Regions from separate parts of the Mus musculus genome. Here regions 1 and 2 are each linked to region 3. The links are chromatin contacts, called in public HiChIP or PLAC-seq and promoter capture Hi-C maps. All regions are on one chromosome and are shown on one strand. Each heading gives the region's core, a stretch centred on a gene start, on an enhancer-like site or on the middle of the called end of the contact. The rest is flanking DNA. Distances are from core to core; before and after follow the strand shown. Region 1 has its middle 170 kb from the start of Zswim2. Region 2 holds the start of Zswim2 (zinc finger SWIM-type containing 2). Region 3 holds the start of Calcrl (calcitonin receptor-like).

Evidence for each region. Promoter capture Hi-C pulls out the DNA fragments that hold promoters and counts their contacts. HiChIP or PLAC-seq counts read pairs in DNA pulled down with a chosen protein or histone mark.
Region 1: an H3K4me3 HiChIP or PLAC-seq map of bone marrow-derived macrophages shows a contact between it and region 3, with 6 times the contacts expected there. The contact joins the enhancer-like site here to the promoter of Calcrl in region 3. A contact is called at or near these places in 16 of 39 promoter capture datasets (the 3T3-L1 cell line, 3T3-L1-derived adipocytes, the C10 cell line and 10 more), 1 of 15 datasets of contacts at CTCF or cohesin (pro-B cells), 1 of 484 Hi-C or Micro-C datasets (bone marrow-derived macrophages), 4 of 115 datasets of contacts at active chromatin or transcription factors (bone marrow-derived macrophages, embryonic limb bud and large pre-B cells) and 4 of 9 other capture datasets (adipose tissue, embryonic stem cells, liver and 1 more).
Region 2: a contact with region 3 is called in a promoter capture Hi-C map of liver. The contact joins the promoter of Zswim2 here to the promoter of Calcrl in region 3. A contact is called at or near these places in 20 of 39 promoter capture datasets (the C10 cell line, the HPC-7 cell line, cranial neural crest and 10 more), 2 of 484 Hi-C or Micro-C datasets (B cells and cortical neurons), 7 of 115 datasets of contacts at active chromatin or transcription factors (the 230-238 cell line, DN3 thymocytes, the SCID.adh cell line and 4 more) and 3 of 9 other capture datasets (adipose tissue, liver and macrophages).

What each region holds. Positions count from the first base shown.
Region 1 is chr2:84,110,604-84,115,666 of GRCm38.p6, forward strand. No RefSeq gene overlaps it. Among named protein-coding and RNA genes, the nearest start is that of Zswim2, 170 kb to the left of the region's middle. Within about 2 kb of position 3,273, at least 8 of the 459 cell types and tissues checked have an H3K27ac peak or open chromatin away from gene starts, as enhancers often do. A contact at or near this core is called in bone marrow-derived macrophages, where this site is marked.
Region 2 is chr2:83,937,816-83,942,564 of GRCm38.p6, forward strand. Zswim2 (zinc finger SWIM-type containing 2) reads right to left here and starts at 3,411. Exons shown (of 9, transcript NM_027964.2): 1 at 3,199-3,411; 2 at 1,812-1,888; 3 at 918-958. The coding sequence starts at 3,363.
Region 3 is chr2:84,421,707-84,426,549 of GRCm38.p6, forward strand. It overlaps Calcrl (calcitonin receptor-like), which reads right to left and starts at 3,560. Exons shown (of 16, transcript NM_018782.2): 1 at 3,364-3,560.

The DNA.
Region 1 (5,063 bases), core at 2,023-4,522, 310 kb before region 3:
GAGCCTTGTGACAATTACCTAATTTTCCTGTTCCTTCTTTTGACATAAATTGAAAAGTCAATATAACAGTGACTCAGTGGTTCCTTCTCCATAACCATCTATATTAACAGTGATTTTTCTTTCATTTTTGATAGGTGATGTAATTAACATAGTCCATTTAAAACTGTTTTCATATATTTCACTTTAATAAGTGCCTACCAAGGTGTATGATATACTGTTGGAGCCCCAATTTGAAGGAAGACAGTGCATTTTCAGAGATCGTCTATCTGAAAACCAGATCAGAGAAACTGGTAGAAATGGAACAAATATGATACATTACATGCTCAACTAAATGTCTTGATAAGTAATGAAATTACAAATAAGTTTGTGGGGCCAGAAAGCCATGTGACTGGGGGAACCAGTCCAGAACAAGACTGACGTTGAGACATATTCAAACACCACAAATCTCATCCTGACACTGGCAGAAGTTTAATACTTCTTTCTATTTGGTATCTGCATATCCTAGTGCACATAGCCTGTATGATCCCCACCTCTGCCACGTTTAAAGTAGCCAGTTATAGCCTGGTGGCTAAATTTCAGCTTTAACTTCTTTCTGTGTAAGGATATGTCTAGCAAGCACCGAATTCTTCTTCATGCAAATGAAACATTCCTAGCAAAGAAATATGGTCCAGCAATCTTGAATATGATTGGTAAATGGTTTAAAGAATAATGATTGATTGTAGATCAAAATAATCACAAAGAACCCCCAATGATCACCCCATAATGTTATGCCCTCCTAGTCTATATGGTAGTCTTGCGCGCGCCGGACTGGCCAGCAGTAACGACGCTGCAACAGGATCCTTCTGCACACGTTTATTGGGAGAGCTTGATTGTAGAGGCGAAGAGACTTTGAGCCCAGAACTGGTGCTGCTTTTATAGGCCTAGGAGAGGCGTGTCTCACACCCGGATTGGTTATGCACTAAGCCTCATTTGCATGTTCCTCATCTGATTGGCTACTCTCTCTCAGTACCTCACAGAGCCTCATTATCATACCTCATTTGCATGTCTCACATCCGATTGGTTACTCTCTTAGTACCTTACAGAACCTCATTATCATATATCATTTGCAAAAACTTTACTGCATATGTACACATTGGTTGTTTGTCCAATCTTATGTGTGGTGGCCAGCAGTAGTCAGTGCCACTCAGCAACGGCACATGTGGCTACCCACATGGTAGGGCAAGAGGGGGATTTTTACCAAGAAAAAATTTTAGAAGGATTATAGATTTTATCCTGCCATTAGAAGCAAAGTTTAAAAAAAAGAGAGAGAGAGAGACAAATGTAGAAGGCAGTCATTTGATTTGATGTGGTTCAGTGTTATTGCAGAAGGTCTTTGGGAATCATTGTAGAGGAATTTTAACTCAGAACATGTCTGATCTGGCAAGATATCATATCCAAACACCTTCTAGGTCTGTATGATCTGGCAGGAATATAGACACACCTTTAATCCCAGGAGTCAGATCTCTGCATAGAGATCAAGTAGAGAACAAGCTTCAGGTAAAGAAAAGCTTAGGTCTAAGGGTGGTGGTGCTCACATTCAATACCAGCATTCAGGAGACAGAGTCTTGCAGATCTCTTGAGTTCCAGTCAGGTCTGTTCAGGCAGTTTGGTTGGGCCAGTGAGTTGAGAGGCAGTGCAGTGGAGTTAAGTTCGTAGAAGTTCAGCACAGTTTAACAGGTTATAGTTAAGGATTTTAGGCTTGGGCAACCAAAGTTTCATTCTAATATTTTAATGATTTGTATCTACAACACAAGACGCACTCTTTAATAGTGGGGGTATCAACTACAAATCTCTTACAAGTGGTTGTAAGATACAGGAAAACTGTCAGCCAGTGTAAACAGAGAGACGTTGTTTTCCATTGCTTAAAGATTATGGTTGATTATTTCCAATAAGGCCAAATATTGATAATGTAGTAACGTGGATTAAGTAAGAGCTAAAAGGACTGTAGGAAGGGAAGGAGGAGGGAAGAAGCAAATGATAAAGGGAGAGTGCAGATATTGGCATTCCTAATGTACCTCTTTCCTTAATCAGGAAGCCATGGCCCAGCTCTGAGAGTGCTAACTCTTTCCTGTACTTGGCTGACCCCATGCTCCCAAATACTTAGGAGATTGTGGAGCTGCCAGTGATGGAAGAAAACAAAATCCAAAGGCACAAGCCTCCTTTTCCAGGTGAAGTGACTACCTGCTGTGGTTGTTAGATCCTATACCTTCCTGCCCATTCATGTTTATTTCTGTATCAGAGATTCCCATAATAAATTGTACAGGCCATGCCTGAATCTTTGCCCTTGGTCATTCTTCTAATGAATGCCCCCCAAAGCAATGGAAGCAAAGATGGAACGGGAAAGCAAAACAAATAACATCATAATTTTTTTTTTAATGCTGGTTGGGCGTGATGATGTGTGCTTCTAATTCCAGCACCCAGAAGGCAAACGTTGGTAGATCTCTGTGAGTTTGAGGTCGCCTTGGTCTACAAAGTGAATACAAGGACAGCCAGAGAAACCCTGTCTGGAAAAACAAAACCTAAAAAATAAAACAAAAATAAGAACACCACAATATGTTTATGGTTTATTAACCCAGGCAATGTATGCTACTTGCCTTTGTTTTACATTTGTTTGTTCATTTTTTACTTTCGTTTACTTGGGAAACTATCTCCTTAAAATCAGCATTTTCATTTTATACTAAAAACTCAATAGAGGTATGTACCCAGTTGTTTCAGATACATTGAGCTTAATCCCACTGTCAAAAATAGTTCCTGTGAAACTTTGAAAACTAGCTTGGCTTTTTGGTGGGAGCATTAATATCATTTGAAGGGATTGGTGTTAGAATAAATGAAGGTTGTTTGTGCTTCACCCAGTGGTTCTGAGTAAAAACAATTTGTGATAATGCAATAAAAAGCAAACAAGATCAGAGAGAGTTTACATAGAGAGCTGGCACTCATGTTGATTAATCGCAAGTCACGGGGGACATGTCTAACAGAGTGGGGTGTTATCTAGCACTCTAAGGGCATCGCCATGTTTATCCCACTGAAAAAGAGGAATAAAGTAGTGAAATAGACATGTGTGGGCATGGAGGTATAACAAAGCCCACAATGTTGTCCTAATAGCTAGAACGTGCAGACAGTTCAGGTTTCCTGGCAAAAGGAACTAAGATTTCACCATATCCTTTCTGTGTTTGGTTCTGTTCTGGTTCTTTCTCTAAATTTAGAATAGTTCTATCCCGAAGTGGGAAGTAGGAAGTCACCACGTGTTATTCCTTTTGATCACAATGACAATCTTTTGATTTTATGCCAGTCCTCACCCCCAGTGTCCTGAAGCAGAAACATCTTTTAGGCGTTGGATGAAAATGTGACAGGGTGGGGTTTTTTCTTTTGTCTTTTTTATTACTCACAATTTTAAGAGAGGTGGAAAATTCTAACAAACACCTGTCTCCCCCACTGCTAAAGCAAAGTGATAATGATCACCTCTGTCATTCTTTCACATCAGTGACAGATGCCACAAGCATCCTGAGACTTTTCTTTTAGGCTTCTGTCAGTTTCTAAGAATGAATGTATCACCCAAAATAAATAGTACAATAGGAATATATATATATATATATATATCCTCTCTCTCTTATATAAAGAGACAAACACATGTATGCATTTGACAAAGAGCTGAAGCAGTCTTTGCTTCAGATATTGCTTTTTGAAATATTTTATATTTTCAAGGTATTTTGTACTCCTTGTGATATATTTAATAACTGACAGGGTAGAAAATATGCCAGCCTATTTTTCTTTTTTAAAACGTAGTTCCTTTTTTGAGATTGATATAATTACAGCTTTCTCTTTTCTTTTCCTTCCTCTGAACTCTCCCATACATCCTTCCTTGTTCTCTTTCAAATGTACAGCCTATTTTCCTTATAGTGCATTGTGTCTTTAAAGTATAGAGCCATTACTTGAAGCAGTTACCACAGTATCTTTTTGTCTTTGAAATTTATAAATAATGGACTGATTATGTGATCTTTTCTGGGCAAGCTATTAGGGAACACGGTTAGTTTACAAAGAATCTTGCTTGTATACAAATTTTGCTCAGCCAAAATTTGAAATCTACAATATAAAGTAGGCTTTGAGTTCACTATAGTGCATTATGCATTTAATTTGGTTGGGCATTAAGCTAGGGTTCAGTATGTATTAGTGGAGCAAAATAACTAAAATGAACATGATCATATATGCATTATATGCATTCTATAATTGTTAAGGATGATATGAAAATGCAAATCAACCTCTAAATGCACTCGTTAATCATGCACCAGCCCACTCAATTAGAAAAATTATCCAAACATATTAGTTACAATACAAAAGTGCATAATTGTGGTTTAGACATAGCTGCTACAATGTGAGAACTGTAAGTGAAGGAGCAACTTGTTCTTCTTTAGGGGAAAACTCAGTGGCCAGGGCCAAAAAGTGGGAATGGGTGGGTAGGGGAGTGGGGGGGAGGGTATAGGGTCCTTTTGGGGTAGCATTGGAAATGTAATTGAGGAAAATACGCAATAAAACAAAATATTTTTTAAAAAAAGCTAAATTGGTGTTGAGGTAGATATTTAAAGGAACAGGAAGGCATGAATTGGTTAAAGTAGAATGAAACACAACTTTAGTTGTGTGGCAAGAACATGTGTTGATAGAATCATGGTGGAAGGGGACCTCCGAGTTCAAGGAGCATCTGGTTAGCTTTGTCAACTTGATACAAATCAAAATCACCTTGGGTGAGGAAACGTAAGGGAGGAAATACCTCCATAATGTTGCCCTGTGGGTATGTCTATGGAGGCATTTTCTCTAATAATTACTGATGTAGGAGGGATTAGTCCTCTGTGTTTGGTGCTGCTCCTATGATGGTGGTCTTGTGTTGTTTATGATAGCAAGCTGGTGACTAGAGAGATGGCTCAGTGGTTAAGATCCCCTGTTGATATTGCTGAGGATCTGGGATTGGTTCTCAGAATCCACCTAGTGGGATGAAATCATCTGTATCTTCTGTACCAAGGGATCCAATGCCG
Region 2 (4,749 bases), core at 2,161-4,660, 480 kb before region 3:
CCTTCTCTTCTTCTTTTTCTCCTTCTCCTTCTCCTTCTCCTTCTCTCCTTTTTTTCTCCTTCTCCTCCTCCTCCTTCTTCTCCTTATCCTGCTTTTCTCCTCCTCCTCCTTCTTTCTTTTGTTTTCCCTTTTCACTATATATCTCTGGCTGTACTGGAACTCACTCTGTAGACCAGGCTGGCCTTGAACTCAGAAATCCACCTACCTCTGCCTGCCTCAGCCTCCTGAACACTGGGATTAAAGACATGCACCACCATGCCTGGTTTAGCCAAGGTAGTTTTGAGTGTAATTATGTGTCATGGTAGTTCTGGGACCTGAAAATTTTCACTTATTCTATACAAATTTTGTATATAAAACCACTATGAATCTTTGCCTAGAATAAGAAAAGTTATTTTCTTCCAAATAACACCATTGTCTCATCTCTGCTTCTTTTTTCTAAATTTAAATCTTGTGCAAACTTTCAAGAAAACACTTTTCTTTTATTAAATTTTGAGTCAGTTTTTATGTACTTCTATTATTAATGTGTGCCTGCTCCTTCATGTGAGCATGCACCACAGTGTAAATGTGGAGCACAGGACATTTCAGGGGTTGGGTCTCTTCTTCCACTATGTTCAGGGACTGAATTCTGCCCCTCAGGCTTGCCCTGCCCGCAGTTCTACCTGCTGAACCAGCTCTGTAGTCCTCATCTAAGTGTTTATTAAGAATCTGAGTTTGAGTGGAATATACAAATGTATTTTTGCTTAAGATGAGACTGAACTTTCTGAAATGTAAGAAGTTTAGAAAGAGATAGTTAACTTGAGAAATAAGTTTAGGAAAAATAAGCATTCAGGTTTAGAATATGCTTAAACGAAAGGTTATCATAGTTTTGTTAATTTCAAATTAGTAAAGGATTAGAAAATAAAAAGTCAAAAACTTACATTCATGATTCCTTGGAAGCTTGAATTTTTTCAATAACACCCTAATATTCACAAGTAGAAAAAATTAAAACATTTATTTATATAGTCTTAAAACATATTGTTTGAACATGTAGACTAGAAAGAGAATTATTTAATGCAGACAATGTTATAAATAAACTTAAACTTAATCAATTTTCTGTTATAGTTATGTTTGAAGTTGATGTGAGATTGACAGAAAAATTATGTCATGCTCAAGGGCCTGATTAGAGAGAGAGTGTCTTTATTTCTCAAGCCACAGTCCTTACAGGAAGAAATCCAGGAAGTCCTTCCAAGGAGAGTGAAGAATGTCAGGCATTGCCAGTAGTCCTTTTAACTTCCTTACAAGTGAATTTCAAGTTACTGATTTCCACATCTACTATTTTAATGTACAGTAGAAAAATTTCAAATCTCACTAACATTGTGACTTTAAAGAGCATGAAAACACATAATTTAAAAAATATAGTAAATGTGCTTCAGCATTAATTACATTAATATTAATATGTGCTATATACTTGGATAATATTTCCACTTAGTTTATGGTTAAAATATTATATGAAATGAGTTATAGTATATTAAAAGCAGAAAGGAATAACCATACCCTGTCCTGTCATAAAATAATACTGGAAATACTGTAAGCATTATGAGGACACAGCATATATTTGAAAGGCCAGTATATTTATCTTTCTTTCAGGTAGAACCAGTAACCTATGTTAATAGATGTTTAATAACAAGTGACCTAAGACACATGCTGGTAAGCTATGGCATTTTAGTTTTTAATTCCCTCAATACCAAACTTCTTTATTTGTGGGGTATTCAAACCCTGAACAGAGGTAAAGCAGGTTTCTTTGTGGAAGGCCATTGCTAAGAGTCACTCACCAGCATATGTGCTTGCACAGTTCCCCCCTCTTCAGAAACGTGGGGCAGCTGCACTCATGTGGGTTTCCAAGCAAAACCTTTACAGTAAAAAAAAAAAAAAAAAAAAATCCCAGTTAATTTTAAGAGTTACGGTAAAACTAAATTGATAAAATAACTAGATTAAAAGAGATTTAAATTCTTGACTGGTTTAGTGGCTCTGAACTTTGGATATGATCAAACAGGGCCTTCTGAAAAATATTCTCTCTTAACATTGGAAACTGGGTTTCTACTCCTTTATTCTTGGCCTTGGTTACCAACTGGCACTGTGAATGAACACTTTTTCTAAAAGTCATCCATGCTTAGATGAAATTAAATCTAAAATTAAAAGCTCTCCTTCCAAACCATTACTTTTTTTTTAAAAGTATAGAGTTATATGAGTTTTGTAAAAAGGCTTGCTCACTTTGATTATTTATTGATTGATATTTTTGGTTGATTGACGTTTGCATTCGAACTTTACTTTTGGTAGAAGATTAGTTTTATTTAAGACTGTATAGGCTAAAACAACTACACTCAATAAATAAGCAAATCAAAGAAGCATGCTTTGAACAAAGCACAGAGTGATAAACTGTATCCAGTACTCCTAACTATGAGGCAATAGATTTAAAGTTTCTAAAACGACAGGGAAGTGTTCAGTGGCTCATTTTTGACAGATAAGAGCAGGACATGTAAATATGAAACATCTCTTCTCTTTTAACAAGACGAAATGGAACTCTTCCTCATGCACATGCTTTCAAAGTATGAACATTTAAGCTACCCTTTAATGAGCTGTTACAGTTTTAAAACTGAGCAAAAAGAAAATGATCATAGAAACTATCATAGAGAAACTGATTTTAATGAGCAAATATTTAGAAGATAGTAGGATTCTCATTTAATTTACAGGGCTGGGGAACACCAACAAGGCATCCAGGAATACACACCATCATTTTACAAGAATCGTACGCAATTTGAATTCCTAACTATCAAGGAAGAGCATTTTCTGGCAAACAGTATTTACTTTTGTAAGGTGCACATTTTTAAATTCTGGGGAGTACTCATGGGAATGATCTCTCTCTCTCTCTCTCTCTCTCTCTCTCTCTCTCTCTCTCTCTCTCTCTCTCTGTCTCTTCAGAGACAGGGTTTCTCTGTGTAGCCCTGGCTGTCCTGGAACTCACTCTGTAGACCAGGCTGGCCTCGAACTCAGAAATTCGCCTGCCTCTGCCTCCTAAGTGCTGGGAGTAAAGGCGTGTGCCACCATTTCTGCAGAAACTGGGAAGTTGGCTTGGGACACCTCCCCTACTCCGCCCCCTCCCGCCCTTCTCCTACTGCCCATCCCCCAATCCCCAAGGGAGCTTGGTGGTGCGGTAGTTACTCGGAAATCCCCCTTTTCTGGCTCCTCCTCCTTCAGTAGGAAGCCTGTGGGGCCGATCTGTCGCAGGAGATAGATGCTGCTACTCAGCGCCTGGTCTTGCTGCCAGCTGAGGCTCTCGCTTAAGTGTCTTCGCTTTTCTGAGGCTTTACAGCCTCCGCGAAGCATCCCTGGCGGCCGTGGAGCCTCTAGCTTTCTGAGGCGCCTTGGGTCTCTATGGCAACAGCGTGCAGCGCGGTTGCTGCGGTAACGGTGGTTCTGTCCAGAGAGCTACCCTGCAGTAGTTGGGGTTGGAGAAATTTCCGAAGTCCAAGCTTAGACTTTGAAACCTGAGGTCACAGGCACAGCTGCACACCTAGTATTCTTTTTGCTTATTTGTTCACAGGCAAGACTGTCGATCTGCACATTCTTAGATCCAGTTACAGTGTGGGCTCCAGAGGATGAAGTTAAGTTCTGTGAATTTCTCTTTCATAATAAAAAAAAAAAAACTCACCACGATGGTTGATATTCCACAAACATTTTCCAGTGGCTCACAACAGCATGCAATTAGTGGCTGAGGAAAGATGGAGAAAGCAGGGCTAGTACACCCTCTAGGGGTGTGTGTGAGTGTGTGTGTGTGTCTCTGTGTGTGTGTGTGTGTGTGTCTGTGTGTCTGTATGGTCGTGTTGGTTTTGAAGCTAGGAGAAACTCTCAAGTTTCATGTTGGGTTTGGATATTGGATGTGCTGTCAATATCCACACCCTCAAAATTGATAAAGCACTATTTTAAGGAGTAACATTTTTCAAGGCTGACCCAACAATCCACAAATTGTTTCTGAACTTTGTTTCTATATTCCAAGTTGAGAGCTATCCTAAAATATTAGTCAATAGTTTGAGTCATGGTTACTGAATCCATGTGGCTGGATTCTTTTTAAGAAACTGAAAGCGGCAGAGAGCTCTGCTTGGTGGCTTGGTCACAGGAAGAAGGAATGCATTGATCCTATCTTATCAGGAGAGGAAACCACAACTAGATCAGGTCAAGAACCGGAAAAGAAAATGGCAAAGGGACCAGCCTAGTGTGCAGACGGTGGTAATGGCAGCTTTGACAAGGCGTGAGCCATCTGTACAAACACTATGGAACCTCAGGTCCAGGGTTTGAACAAAACTATTTTGTTTTGCTTTCTTATTAAGTAATGAAGAACTAACAGTTACACTATCATTCTTCCAACACTAGCATTAGTGAAACATTGTGTTAGCAAAGGAAAACACCATACATTAAGAAAACCCCTGAGAAGAAGATAAACTGTAAACTCATTTTATATAATAGTGTTTATTATTTAAAAGCTCAGAATTAGTGAATGTCAGTTCATATTTTCTATGAAATAGAATGAGTTTGTTTTCATAGTGAAGGTACTTTAAGTAGTTACTATTCACACACCATACTCCGTGTGCCTGAATGTGTGTGTATGCATATAGCTGTTTGAGGATTTAAAAACCAAACAGCAATAAATGTTTAAGCCTTTGCATTTATTTAGAATGATATTTGCTTCATGTGTGATAAGTACTATTTTCAAAA
Region 3 (4,843 bases), core at 2,310-4,809:
TGTGTGTATAACATCACAAGATAATGATTCTAGCAAACCCAGAAATCCTAACTCAGTTAACTTTAAAAATTAATTTTTTCTTTCCCCAAGATAACTTATTCATTTAAAAACTGAATTAATTTAAAAAGTATTGACATTATTTGGCTTGAACCAATTTAACTGGCAAATATCATAATACTAATTACTCATGAAAAATCATCACCTGGATTTACTGAGAAATTTCTGCTTTCCTAAGAATTGCAATGGAATACAATATGTATGCCCTCTTGTCAAATAAGTATTATGATATTATTATGACTTATATTCACATGTTTTTCATTGTTCCTGAAACATAACTTCATACTTATTCTCCAAATTTTACGATAAATTGTATTCCACCTATTGTTCCAGTTAACATCCAACTATGATGTGATATATTCAAAATTACACACAAATTTAAAACTAACAAAAGCGTTGAGTTATTTAACGTATTGTTTCTACTTCTTTCTCCAGTTACCTAAAAATTAAAATGGGCAAACTACGGGTACTTGGAGTTTGTGCAGCTGCCATTAAAGAAAGATTTTAGGCAGGAAGAGAATTTCCATGACAACAAATGGAAATGTTTCATAGGAAATGACTGGAAAACCTAGCTAGGATGCAGATCTTATTTGTAATTTCACAAAGTTTTATCTCTACACAATTGCATCAGAACACTTTACATATTAAATGAGAGTTTTAAATAATTTAATACTGTAGTACATTTCTTTGGTTAAAAAAAATTACATTCAAGAAAAAAAAAGGTGTGTTTAGTGTTCATCCAAAGACTGGACTCCAAAACTGCACCTGGAGAAATACTTGTTCTCGCATCAGTTGGGTACCAGTTACTTATCATCAGTGGTGAGTTCTAAAATTCAGAATAAGTCAGAGTGAAGCTGTACTGCGGTCTTGACCTCCTGTCTTCCATTAACACTATTGTAAGACGTCATTTACGTTAATGCTTTAAAAGTTTTTCTAGATCCCAAACAAAGACAAGAACTTAGGTTCTTGGACTATATTTGAATTCTGAAAAGGTGGCAGCACTGTACCTCTGAAAGCAGAATTAACTTGATTCATTCAAAGTTGTACATAAACCATGAAATGCATTTTTGGTTTAGTGAATTTGTTTCTGATACTCTAAAGGGGATTGTCTTAATTTATCTACAAAATTTCAAAACAATTCTGAATAAATAGTTACTATCAAAATGTAAGCAGAGATAAAACTGATAACATGTTATTATTGTACTGGCTCCAAATAGCCATCTAAATATATCGAGTTACAAATAGAACATTTTAGGTAAGACGTATTTCGGATCACGTGGGTCATGACTATTGTGAAGTCTGTGTTTTTAATTGATGTATTTAGAACTTGCCTAAGACTATACCCATTGATTTTTTTTGAAGCTACAAGGAAATATTGCTAGTTAGTTAAACTGATGTTGCAGATAAAAACATGGTTTGATTCTCAGACATTGTTTACTCATTTTAAAAGCCACACGTACTCTAGAAGGATACAAATTCCTATTTTAATGTTCTTGTTATTAACTCAGATAATTTCTTTGCCTAATGACCATCAATATTCATTGCCTGGCATTTTTCTGCTATAACTTTTGGTAATTAGGATTGTTTTAAATGATGCTACAAATATAGGTGAGAATATTAAAATAAATCATACAAGATGGTTATATGCTTTGAAACATTAATTCAATAAAAATCAGAAGAGTTTGTGGAGGTACTAATTTACAATAGTTTATTAATATAATACTTAATTTCAGAAAATCATCTGGCTTAGAATAATGCTTTTCAACTTCTGTTCCTATGAATGACACTGGGTTATTTAATGTGCTGATTTCGCTTCTTTCTCCAGTTATTTAATGACTATTTGTAACAAGTCCTATCTTAAACTCACCTTGTCTGTTTTTATACATCAGGGAACTCGGTAGTATAAATAAAAATAAAATAAAAACATAAATCAGCCGCAAAGCTTTTAAAAATTACAAGTGTACAAATTAATGTTTCAATTACATTGAAAAACATGTGGAAACTGAGCCAAAAATCACTGAGGAGTTACTCAGGATGAGTTTGTAATATTTTGTTTATTTGCCAGACTACTAGAAATTGAGCTCAGAATGCTAGCATTGAAAGGCATCTTGCAGCTTATATTTCACTTAAGTAAGAAAACGTAGAATTTAATAAATTATGCTAATAAGCACAATTTTAATCCAAAACTGATATCTCCCATTCCTTAGCAATAACCTGTGATGCCGCTCTGACAGCCACTTGTTAAGTAGGCACTAGCTCCTTAGATTCTCAGGACAGTCTGTACTGTGGCAAGAGAGACCTGCAGCTGCTTCATCTCAGCATCATAGCTGAAAATCTAATTTAATTCCTCTGCTTAATGAGCTAATCCACTTGCTTATCGTGCCTCTGTTTATGTATTTATGGAGACTCCTTTCACACTCTTCCCCCACAAGTTTCCAGTATAATTGAAGTAACACAACTCTAAGCTTAAGAGTTTAAAAACCATGAAGTAATGTAGAAATCACTACATTTTCTTAACCCTGGGCAGTTGTGGGGTTTATGGTTGGTTGGTTGTTGGTTGGGTTTTTTGTTTGTTTGTTTGTTTGTTTTGTCTTGTTTTTGTTTTCCCCTTACCTTATTTGTAAGACACCCATGATCTTAATACAGTGGAGACAATTCATGAACACCCCCCCCAAAAGAAAAAAACCCAATACAAACAACAACAAAAACAAAGGAAAACCAAAAATGGGGTATTTACACAAATCTAGCAACAAAGAACAATGAAAATTCCATTGGTTCCCTAGTTAGAGGTGTAAATGTCAAAAGAAGCGGAAAGCAAACAGAAGTCCAAGCCGGTGGCTTTTCTTCTTAATCCAACTTTGTGTTCAGCCACACAGGAAGACTCTGGAACCCCATAGTCTTCTGCCATCCCTTCCTTAGAATACTGATTATGTGGAAAATTTAAAGACCCTTCCTGGGGTGCAAATGTTTTCCAGCTGTCAGGACTTGAGCTGGTAGTACAACTAACTTTAAAAAGGCATTGTTTCCTGATTAAGGTATTTGTTCAGAAACTTGCCTTATAGCCCGCTCACATCGTTAATAATTGGTAAATTTATTTTCTAAAGTATCACTGTAAATACTCTTATGCACTAGTAGTACATTTTGTATGCATTCTGGAGTAAGACTCTCTAGTATCCCTTTGTAGACTAAATGAAGCGGTTTCAACATTATTTCAATGCCACTTACTAAATTCTTGTTAGAAACATTGTCATAATACTTAAGAATAGTGCTGAGAATACATACGTTTATTTTGAATAATACACTTACCTGGCACAGCTCCTAAGGAAATTCTGTGGGAATAGTCTCAGGAGGGAGTTTGATTTTCTGAGATACTGCACAAGAGTTTCCCGGAGGCGAGGTGTGGAAAGCTTTGCAATGTGGTCCTGCAGGCAGCGTGAGGTCCAGGCAACAGAGCCCGCCGGTCCTAAGGCAGAAGTGCACGCTGCGAAGAGAGGGCTTGTTCTGAGTAGATGGGGAGTGTTGTCAGATTGTAAGCGATCAGCAGCAGAAGGGAAACATCACAGCTTCCTGTTACATCACCCCGCCCCGCCTGCACTTAGTGTTAGGTTACTTTCTTTCTCAAATAGCTTACCCCAGGAAAGGAGCAGCAACTCCCTTCTCACTCTGACAAGAGCAAGAAGCAGCCTGAACAGACAGAGATCCTTTGCTGTATGAACACATTGTTACCAGCAAAAGCTGGCTGCCTTTCACCTAGACTGAGTTCTGTTAGAACTTGCTGCCTGGGATTTGAAGGCGATCTTGGTGTAAAAGAATCAAAGGAGTTAGGAGTGTGGGTGTGTGTCGAATTAAGGTTCACAGAACAACCAGGAACAATTTATCAGTCACATCTTTTTTTCTTAAATGTGCATGGAATTTTGAGCATCAGAATTACTAATTCGGACTCAATTTTGAGCACTAATATCTGATGCAACTCCACAACCAGTTTTGCATGAGAAGATGAACAGGCTTCGGGCTGTCCTTTCTAGGAGTTCCTGAGTTGTATGTCCTGTAAAGCCAGACTGTGTATAGAGTATGAAATCATTGTACATACTTTTAAATATCTGACATAATTATATCATTTTATATAATCTAAACATTATACTAGTTGTACCTCAAAATAACCTTCAAGGAAAGGTGGCTTTAGTTTAACATGATACTATGAAATAATTTCATACAATAAATGAACTTCAATTTAAAAAAAAGTTTTCCCTCTAAACATAATTATATCATAAAGTAAGAAATCATTGCGTATGATCAGGAAAAAAAGCCTATAAACCTGAAATATACTTGTTAGTTTTATATAATATGATAAATTATGAGATTTGGCAATAATCATAACTCCTGAAGCCAGACAGCACTAAAAGTCACATGATCTTTGCATCAAATGTCTCACGTATAAACTGGAAAGGATGGATAAAATAATATAATTTGTCTGTTTAAACTTTGAATCAACATATTTTATAACATTTAGAAAATGGCAAGTTCTAACTAGCTACTACAATCTTGCTGCTTCACCTTGGAGGAACAGACGAATAGCGAAGCTACTACAACCAAGTAGCAGATGAGGAGCTCAAAGTCCTAGCAGATGAGGAACCGCACTAAAGACACAGGGTGCAGAATCTCTGGATATCGTGTTCCTGAAAGACACCGCCATTTTTAAATGTTTCCTATCTTGATCCATGGAGGAGATTTATTGCAGAATCTTTAATTCTGTATATGGATATAGAATAGGATGCATCCGTTTAGA